Linked DNA regions of Mus musculus: region 1 is linked to region 2. The links are chromatin contacts, called in public HiChIP or PLAC-seq maps. All regions are on one chromosome and are shown on one strand. Each heading gives the region's core, a stretch centred on a gene start, on an enhancer-like site or on the middle of the called end of the contact. The rest is flanking DNA. Distances are from core to core; before and after follow the strand shown. Region 1 overlaps Tln2 (talin 2). Region 2 overlaps Gm10646 (predicted gene 10646).

Region 1 (4,311 bases), core at 1,286-3,785, 160 kb after region 2:
TGGCGGTTGCTGTACTGAGAGATTAGAAGAGGCAATTTGTCTAAGAGAAGCAGAGTAAACTTCACTATAGCTAGGCTGTCTTCTTTAAGCTGTACTAAATTACCCCCCCCCCTTCCCAAAGCATGCATTCCTCTGGTTCTGTTCTGTGCCAGGTTTTACTGTGAGTTTGATAAATACAGCCACAAATGAACTGCCTTCCAGGCCAGGTGAGTAAGCAGCTAGAAGAAAAGCAAAAACTTGAAGCATGAGCCTGCGTTACCATCAAGAATCAACAACAGCTAGAAGCCAGGGCTGCTTCTTCTAGCATCTATCAGGAAGAGTTACCAAAAGGTCTCAGACACTGTAGATAATCCTGGGGAGATTCTGGCCCAGGAGATGCTGTCTCCTGCTTCTATCTCATTAGTCAAGCTTAGGGAAGAGAGAGCTGAGAGTGGGAAGGACTACGCATGCTCACCCTCCTCCTATAGAAATGCAGACTGTTTCTAGGAGGGAAAGGGACATTTAGCAGAGAGCTCATAAGATGCAGAAAGGTGAGCTTCTGACTCCGGATGCCTTCTAGTGTGTGCACTGGGTCCTGCAGAGGTTCTCCATCGCTCAGGCTGCCCTACTGACTCTGTGTGATGTACAACAGGAGGGGTAGCCTTCAGCAACACGCTATCTCTGTACACATGTCTGGACTGCTGCAGCAAGGACATGCCACTGAGGTGGTGGTGGGGAGGTGTTTGCCACGCAGCAGTGATGCCATTCAAATAGTTATCATTCAAGACAGAGCCATGCTGTGTGGCCCAGGCTGGCCAAGAACTCTTGATTCCCCCTGCTTCAGCCTTCTAAGTACTGAGACTGTCACACAAATCTATTTTACAAGATATGTTAATGGCTTATATACTACATCAAGGGGAAGCCAGGGAATGTGACATTAGTTTCAAACTCAACTTGGTCCTTATGCTTCCATAAAGTTTAATACCAAGTATTCAAGGGTCAGCATTATCTGAGAGGTGGTAAAGGATGACCAGAGATCCCCAAGTGACAGGGGACTGCTGGTGACATCAGGGAAGGGGAGGCAGTGTAATCAGCACACAAAACCCTGATTCAAGTTTTTAAAAGTGGCCTCAATAAAAACAGAATTTTGTTCAGCTTTCTGAGCTTCAGTTTATCTCTGAAATGAGGGGAACAAATGATCCTTGTCTCACATACTTTGTTGAGGGCAAAGGGACAGTGCCCACCACAGCATCTGGGCTTGGCACCTATCATGTTCATTACTTTCCAGGTTACGGCGAGCTGATGGAACACTTAAATACAAGAAGACCGCAGAATCAACACGGTCTACTGGCAATTTCACTGGAAATTTTTACAGCTGGAGGAGCTTCCTAGAAAGGGAACCCACTTTTAAGATCCTGTTTCAACTGATAAGCACTAAGAAATGCCTCAGTCCCAAAGCAACACTAAACTTCTCAGCAAGTCTGGCCCGACTTTGCAAGACCCACAGGGTGGATTGAATGTACGACCAGTGTTTATTATAAAGGAATGCTGCTCAAAGACACACAACTTGGGGTTTTAAATTGGCAACTTTAGGGAAGCATTGCTTGAGCCTCAAGAAAAGCCCTCAGTTCATTTCTCGATCAAAGAAAAATAGTACAGAGAAAACCATCTGCTTTTGTGCCTTAAAGGAAATTAAAAAAAAAAAAAAGCCCTGGTTTAGATCCGATTACAATGGAGAGGAGGGAGCACCCCCCACCCCCAATCACTTTCCCTTTACTTGCCAAGTCAAAACAAAAATGAAATGACTTTTTGAAGACTTTCAAAGCAACCAGAGCTGCTTAGCTGGGGGACCTTAAGAGGGTTAGACCAGGGTGACAATCGGAACTTGTCGGATCCACTTAGAAAACATATCAGGGAAGACAGTGTGAACAACAGAACCAGGCATCACTTTCTCTCTACCTGACAGCTAGTTTTGGGGTGGGATTTTAAAAATAAAATGCCAGCGTGCACATCCATTCCACCTGGGAGTGCAGGCTGTAGGACCAGGCGCATAACCAATGCTCTCCCTGGCTCACAAAGTGGTGATGTGACTTTCCCTAGAGATAGAGCTATAGTCACGAAATCTTTCCCCAGGACTTACATTGTGGAGCTGTAGCTCCTAGGATCTTAACCCCTCCCTCTTTCCCTCCATCCCTTTTTCTCTTCCTCCTTCCCTTCTCCCCATTTTCAGCCCCTTCCCTCTCTGTATGTATGTGTGCTGTTACAAGTCCTTCTATATGCACATATAGAGGCCACACGTCAAGGTCAGATGTCTTCCTCAATTCTCTTTACCTTAGTCTTTGAGACAGTCTCTCTCACTGAACCCGGACATCAATGATTTGGCTAGACTTGCTGACCAGCAGGCCTAAGACACCCTCCTGTTTCTTCCTCCCCAGGACTAAGATTACAGGCACGTGCAGCCATGAGTAGCTTTTTACACGGGTGCTGGGGCTCTGATCTCAGGCCCTCCTGTTTGTACATGACTGAGTCATCTCTCTGGTCTCTCTGTGTTCAGAGAGAAACTAATCTTAACTTGCAAAGCTGCCAGGAGAGTTTTCACTTTTCTGAAGAACTTCCACAGTGCTACTAACAAAGCCTTGAGTTTTCTGTGGAAAAATAAACAGAGAAAGATCCTGTTTGATGTTTGAGGACAGAGGTCCAGCTTTTCCTGTAATTGTCACATTGTGGAAAAGACCAGAATGCGGACTCGTTGGGGGTACACCGCAGGACTCTGAAGGAAAGGTTTCCCAATTGCCCTGCATGTAAATATTTTCACATTCTGGGATATGGGGCCCTCTCGGGTATACAAATAACTCCCACAATTTTGGTATGTTAAAACAAAACAAAACAAAACAAAACAAAACAACACCCTATATTGCTTCAGGGACCTCCTAACCTTCTCAGTTTCCCCCCAAGCATCTGTCTGGCAAATGCACACAGAGAACTTTCCCGCACAGGCCACTGGTAATCTTATGTTCTCCCTCTCATTTTTGGCTTCGGGTCATGCTGCTCTTGTGTCTGGACTGTAAAATACATCGCAAGATGCCCCGCCAAAAACAGCAAGTGTTACTGACAATGTCAGAGGCACCAGCATGCAAGGTGACGTGTTGTGTGGCTAGCGACACATTCTTTTCTTTGTTGGCTTGGTGCAATCAGTGATTCTGTGTCATAGCAAGGCTCTGATTGCTTCCGCATTGGGGTGGCCAGCTCTTGAGAGCTTTGTCCATATGGAAAAGGCAGGCTAGTGTTCCAATTCCAGACAGATGAGACTAGATCACACTGCAAAGCTTCCTGTGGAGAGGAGCCCAAACCTCCCTGGCAATCTCCACTCAAAGTCAACTACTTCTTCCCATTGTCCAAATGCTTCCTGACGGTAACACAAGCTTTCTTTTACTTGTTTATGAAATTCAAAATTACATGTTGACCAAATGAATTATACGTCTAGATAAATTACAGTGTAGAACTGTAGTCTGGTCTTACTGAAACAGAAAGACTATTTAAAAAGAAAGAGAAAGAGAAGGAGGAGGAGGAGGAGGAGGAGGAGGAGGAAGCGGGGGAAACTGTGTAAAAGGAATTAAGATTCAGTATTTTTCTTGCTGATGTAACATAATTATTACAATTATTCATGCTGAGGCCTGACTGACTGCTCTGGAATGTAAAGACAGGAGCATGGTTAGAAACTGAGGGAACTCCATGCTAGAAATATATATGTACCTCCGTACATATATATGATATGCCTGCTTACATGCATGGTTATGACATATGTTAGAAAGTGATGTGTTTTGGATCTGTGTTTCTATGGTTGCTTTAAAAGCCTTTGTTAGACACACCAGGTCCCAACCCAGAGTACTGGGGAAGTGAGGGCGGGTCTGTTATTTCAGGGAAATGAGCAGACCAGTTACAAACCTGTGGCTTCCCCATGCCCTAGTGTTTAAGAAAATACTGAACAAAGTTTCCATTCAATAAACAGCTTGCATCTCACCGAATGTGGTTACCTGTATCTTCCCGTGTTCCCGCAGTCCCTCCATCATTCTGTATCTCAGAGTGGACTTCCTTTCTCTAAGGAGCCACATGGTTTCTTGGGCCCTAGACACCCTCTCTAGGCACTCACACTGACAAAACTTCTTCCAGGCCCCTCTGGGTCCCCAGCTGTGCTGTGTGGTCCCACTCACAGCTTCCAGAGATGACTGCTCTCTGACAGTGTGCACACTTGCCATTCTGAGACTCTTAAGGGTACTGATTTGCCGAAGCCACGCCTACACTAGCCTCTGTGGAAAGGAATAAGGAAAGCAG
Region 2 (4,024 bases), core at 4-2,503:
AGTGGGAGCTTCAGTCTCCAGCAGAAACCTTTCAGTCTTGATAGAGTCTGACTGACTCATCTAGGATCCTCCCAGTTCCTGTGGGAAAGTCCCATGTGCTGGGCAACCTCCTTAGTCCCCAAGCAAACTGGATCGTGGCTCATGCTAGGTCAACTGCATAAACTCAGGGATTTGACAGATGGTGGTTTGAATTCCATCCCTACATTTTAATGACTATGTGTGCACTTTAACTTTTTTGCCAGTAAAGCTCTCTCTCGCTCTCTCTTTCTCTCTCTCTCAATCTTAAAAAGAATTATTGTTTCTTTTGGCAAAAAGGTCACACACACAGCCAGCAGGCATTGAATGGTGGCCTGTCCAAACTCTATATAACAGACACTCAAGAAATGTTAGCTTTGGGGACAGAGACATGACTCAACAGGTAAGAGTTTTGTGCTCTCCCAGAGGATCCAAGTTTGGTTCCCATCTCTCACCTATAGCTCTAGTTCCAAGGAATCCAGTACTCTTAGCTTCATCTGCACAGGCAGCATTCACACACACACACACACACACACACCTCTTTATACATGATAACTATTATTATTTGTATCTTGTTACAGTTTGGGTTTCCTACGATGATATCCATCTGTATAAAGCAGGGCCTGGTTTCAGAGGTCTGGAACACCAAGATTAAGGACACCCATGTTATCCTAGTTACAAAACATGACTACATCCCCAAATCAGCCTGGAGCTTTGCTTATACCTAGATCCTCGTAGGCTATAGAGTTGGTGGGGGTGTAGGGTTGAATGCTTGGCTGTGTTCAAGTCTCATACTGTAAAGACAATACAAAACACCTTAGTTCCCCCCAGGACACTGTCTCTAAAACACCCTTTTGACTTGTATAACAAGGTGTGTGAGTTTGCAAGGAATCCCTGAGAAACCGTTTAAACTCTGCTGAAACGTTAGAAGGCACAGGCTATGCTAGGCAATTTTCCGGTGATGGGTGTTGTGAGCTGTGGCAGGGCCCAACTGCGGTCAGAACCATCAGAGTTAATGCAAGGTTGGGTCCTCTCTGATCAGGAGGGGACAAAACAAAAGTCCATTGTTTGTTTGTTTTTTTCCCCCCAGAGCTTGAGCCTGCCTGAGGATGAAACTTCAAAGCAATTCCACAGGACCCTTAAAGATGGCTAATCCTCAGGCAGAACTCCTTTTTCTGTCTGTCCTGCTTCCTGACCCCGCTGCTGGCAGCTGGCCCAGGCTCCCACCTCTGCCCAGGGAGGCATTCCCTCCCGATGACCTCATCAGAAACGGTCCCTCCCGCAGGCCAGGACCTCTCACCACAAATTCTTCTTCTTCATCAGAGGCCCTGAAGCCAACGGTGAGTGGGCTACCACATCCCCTCCTCTCTAGAGAGCCGGCTTGGGGCGATGAGTCATGGAGGAAGCCATCTGGCTGCTAAATGCTCGAGATCGCCTAAGAGCCATCAGTTCAGTTCACTCACAAACCTATGAATGGTTCCTTAAAAGAAAATGTAAAGGGCAAGAAACCAAAAGAGGGCCCTGGACCTAGCTCCTTGTAGAGTGCTTGCCTAGAACGCATGGAACGCTAGGCTTGATCCCTAACACGGCACAAAGCAGGCCTTCGCATGCTTCGGAAGGAGCAGAAGTTCAAGACCTCCCTGGGTACACACAGAATTTGAAGGCCTCCTGGGCTACTTGAGAGCCTGTGGGAGGTGGTAAGTAAATTATAATTTGAGAGTTTTGCAGTAGCCCAAGTGAGATACAAAGGGAAGTGTGGGGCTGGAGAGATGGCTCTGCAGTTAGGAGTGAGCACTGCTCTTGCAGAGCCTGCATTGATTTCCAGCTCACATCTACTGGTCACTCCAGCGCCAGGGGATCTGGACTCTGAAAACACCCGTATTCACAGGCTTACACACTGGGGTGTGTTGCTTTCATTCACAAACAATAACTGAAGGAAATGGTAAATTTCAGGGTTTTTTTTTTTCCCCTATAGACCTAGTGAGCTCTATTGTCTGATTCACAGACCCTCACGAGGAATTCTGGAACCAGGTGACCTGCCTTCCAAGTGACCTGCCTTCCAGGTGACGTGACCTGCCTTCCAAGTGACCTGCCTTCCAGATTTAGCATTTTGTAGCCATGGAGAGTAAATTTCTCCCAGTTGTTCATGGACTTGTGGGATATCAGTACATCAAGGAGGCTCCTAACTATAATCCCTCTTTTTAAAAGAAATGCCAGGCATGAATGTTGTTGCCACTGGAGGGAGGAGAAGGGATGAAGAAAGGATTCAGAGGAATGACAGGTAAATCTCTGACCCTTCCATCATTCCCTGTGGTGAACAGGGAGCTGAGGGACTAGTCATCTTGTTTACAGCCACGGCCCACAGGTCATTCCTCCGAACAAAGGATTCAGAGTTACCGCCATGAACCCAACAGATTAGGCTGAGAAACCAGATAGTCAGTATCTGAAAAGGCAATACCCTTCCTCACTATGAGTATGAGTATGAGTGTGAGTGTGAGTGTGAGTGTGTGTGTGGTGTGTATGTGTGTTGTGTGTATGTGTGTGTGTGTGTGTGTGTGTGTGTGGTGTATACGTGTGGTGTGTGTGTGTGTGTAGTATGATGTGTATGTGTGTGTGTGTGGTATGTGTGTATGTGGTGTGTGTGTGTGTGTGTGTGTCTATGCCTGTGTGTGTGTCTATGCATGCATAGCTGTGGAGGTCAAAGGTCAGTGTTGGTAATTTTCCATCAGTCACTGCTCTACCAATCTTCAGGCTCTCACTGAACCTGGACTTTGTGGAGTAGGCATGGGAGCCGTGCATAGGTTTTAGCATAAGTTCTGGGGATTCAAATCATGTCTTCATGTATTCAGCAAGTGCTCCAATCCATCTTTCCAGCCCCTGAAGGGCTTTTCTACAAGTGCTAATGTCCATGCATAGGTCTTCAGACCAACATATTTTCATTTCTTGTGTGTCTGAGTGAAGTGTATGTTGGTATCTTCCTCAGCCCCTCACCTCAAAGATCTGTCTCTGTGTGTAGGCCCTGGGATTACAGGTGTGTATGGAGCCAGGATTGTTTTACACAGGTGCTAGGATTTGAACCCAGGTTCTCAAGCTTGCCCTGGGGACACTTTACCAACTGAGCAATCTCCCCAGGCCCCTGATTCTCCCGAATCCTAGAGCCAAGTCTACACCAATGAGAACTGATTGCTGTAAGAATTTATTTTCCATTGATAAGAAACATGTGCTTCCTACATCCTTCTGGGAGTCTTGACAAATGACAAATTCAGTCGAACGTACAAAACTCAGCTGCCCACAGCAGCAACTCCTAAATCAACCTTGATTTCCTATTAGTCAATATTTCATGACCTCATTGCCAAGCCATGTTGATCTCCCCTCCCCTCCCGAGGTCTCCCCTCAGGCAGAATGTCTTGCCTGGGCTAGCCAAGGAAAGCTACTTGATTTCTCTGACAGGGCTGCTCTTGTGTCTTCTGGTGTGGGTTTCTCTGATTGAGTCCTTTGTTCTTCAGCCATCCACCTGCAGGTAATTATTCAGTACTTAGAATGTTTGCAGTGCTGGAGTAAATGCTGGGGAGTGAAAACTGTTTGCTGAACACTTCTGACACGTCAGGCACTGTGCGAACACTGTCACAGTCCTTATGTGTTAATTAGCCTTTCTTATTGTCACCAAATACCTAACAAAAAGCAACTTAAGGTCGAAGAGATTTATTTTGACTCGTGATTTAGAAGGCTACAGCCCATCACTGCACAGAAGGTAAAGTGGTGAGAATGACTTGAGACAACTACTTCTCATATGGACTAGGAAGAGACCTCAGGTCAGGATCAGTGTCCATAGCTCTCTAGCCCCACCCCTGCTGCTCTATGTCCAGACTCCAAGTCCACACGATTCTATTGAATGAAAAAACAATGAGGGCAGGTCCGGAGGAGGAGAAGGTTGACATGAGGGAGAGTCAGGAAGAGGCATCTGAAAAGATCCAGACTAAACCATGAGAAGAGGTAGGGGTGGGGGTGT

Evidence for each region. HiChIP or PLAC-seq counts read pairs in DNA pulled down with a chosen protein or histone mark.
Region 1: an H3K27ac HiChIP or PLAC-seq map of embryonic fibroblasts shows a contact between it and region 2, with 3 times the contacts expected there. The contact joins two enhancer-like sites. A contact is called at or near these places in 3 of 39 promoter capture datasets (the 3T3-L1 cell line, cranial neural crest and liver), 2 of 484 Hi-C or Micro-C datasets (the HL-1 cell line and nephron progenitors) and 2 of 115 datasets of contacts at active chromatin or transcription factors (embryonic fibroblasts and large pre-B cells).

The regions. Positions count from the first base shown.
Region 1 is chr9:67,267,801-67,272,111 of GRCm38.p6, forward strand. All of the region lies in intron 44 of Tln2 (talin 2), which reads right to left. Among named protein-coding and RNA genes, the nearest start is that of Mir190a, 33 kb to the left of the region's middle. Within about 2 kb of position 2,536, at least 26 of the 459 cell types and tissues checked have an H3K27ac peak or open chromatin away from gene starts, as enhancers often do.
Region 2 is chr9:67,104,733-67,108,756 of GRCm38.p6, forward strand. Gm10646 (predicted gene 10646) reads left to right here. Exons shown (of 3, transcript NR_153957.1): 2 at 1,106-1,355; 3 at 2,021-4,024. Among named protein-coding and RNA genes, the nearest start is that of Gm10646, 4.4 kb to the left of the region's middle. Within about 2 kb of position 1,254, at least 108 of the 459 cell types and tissues checked have an H3K27ac peak or open chromatin away from gene starts, as enhancers often do.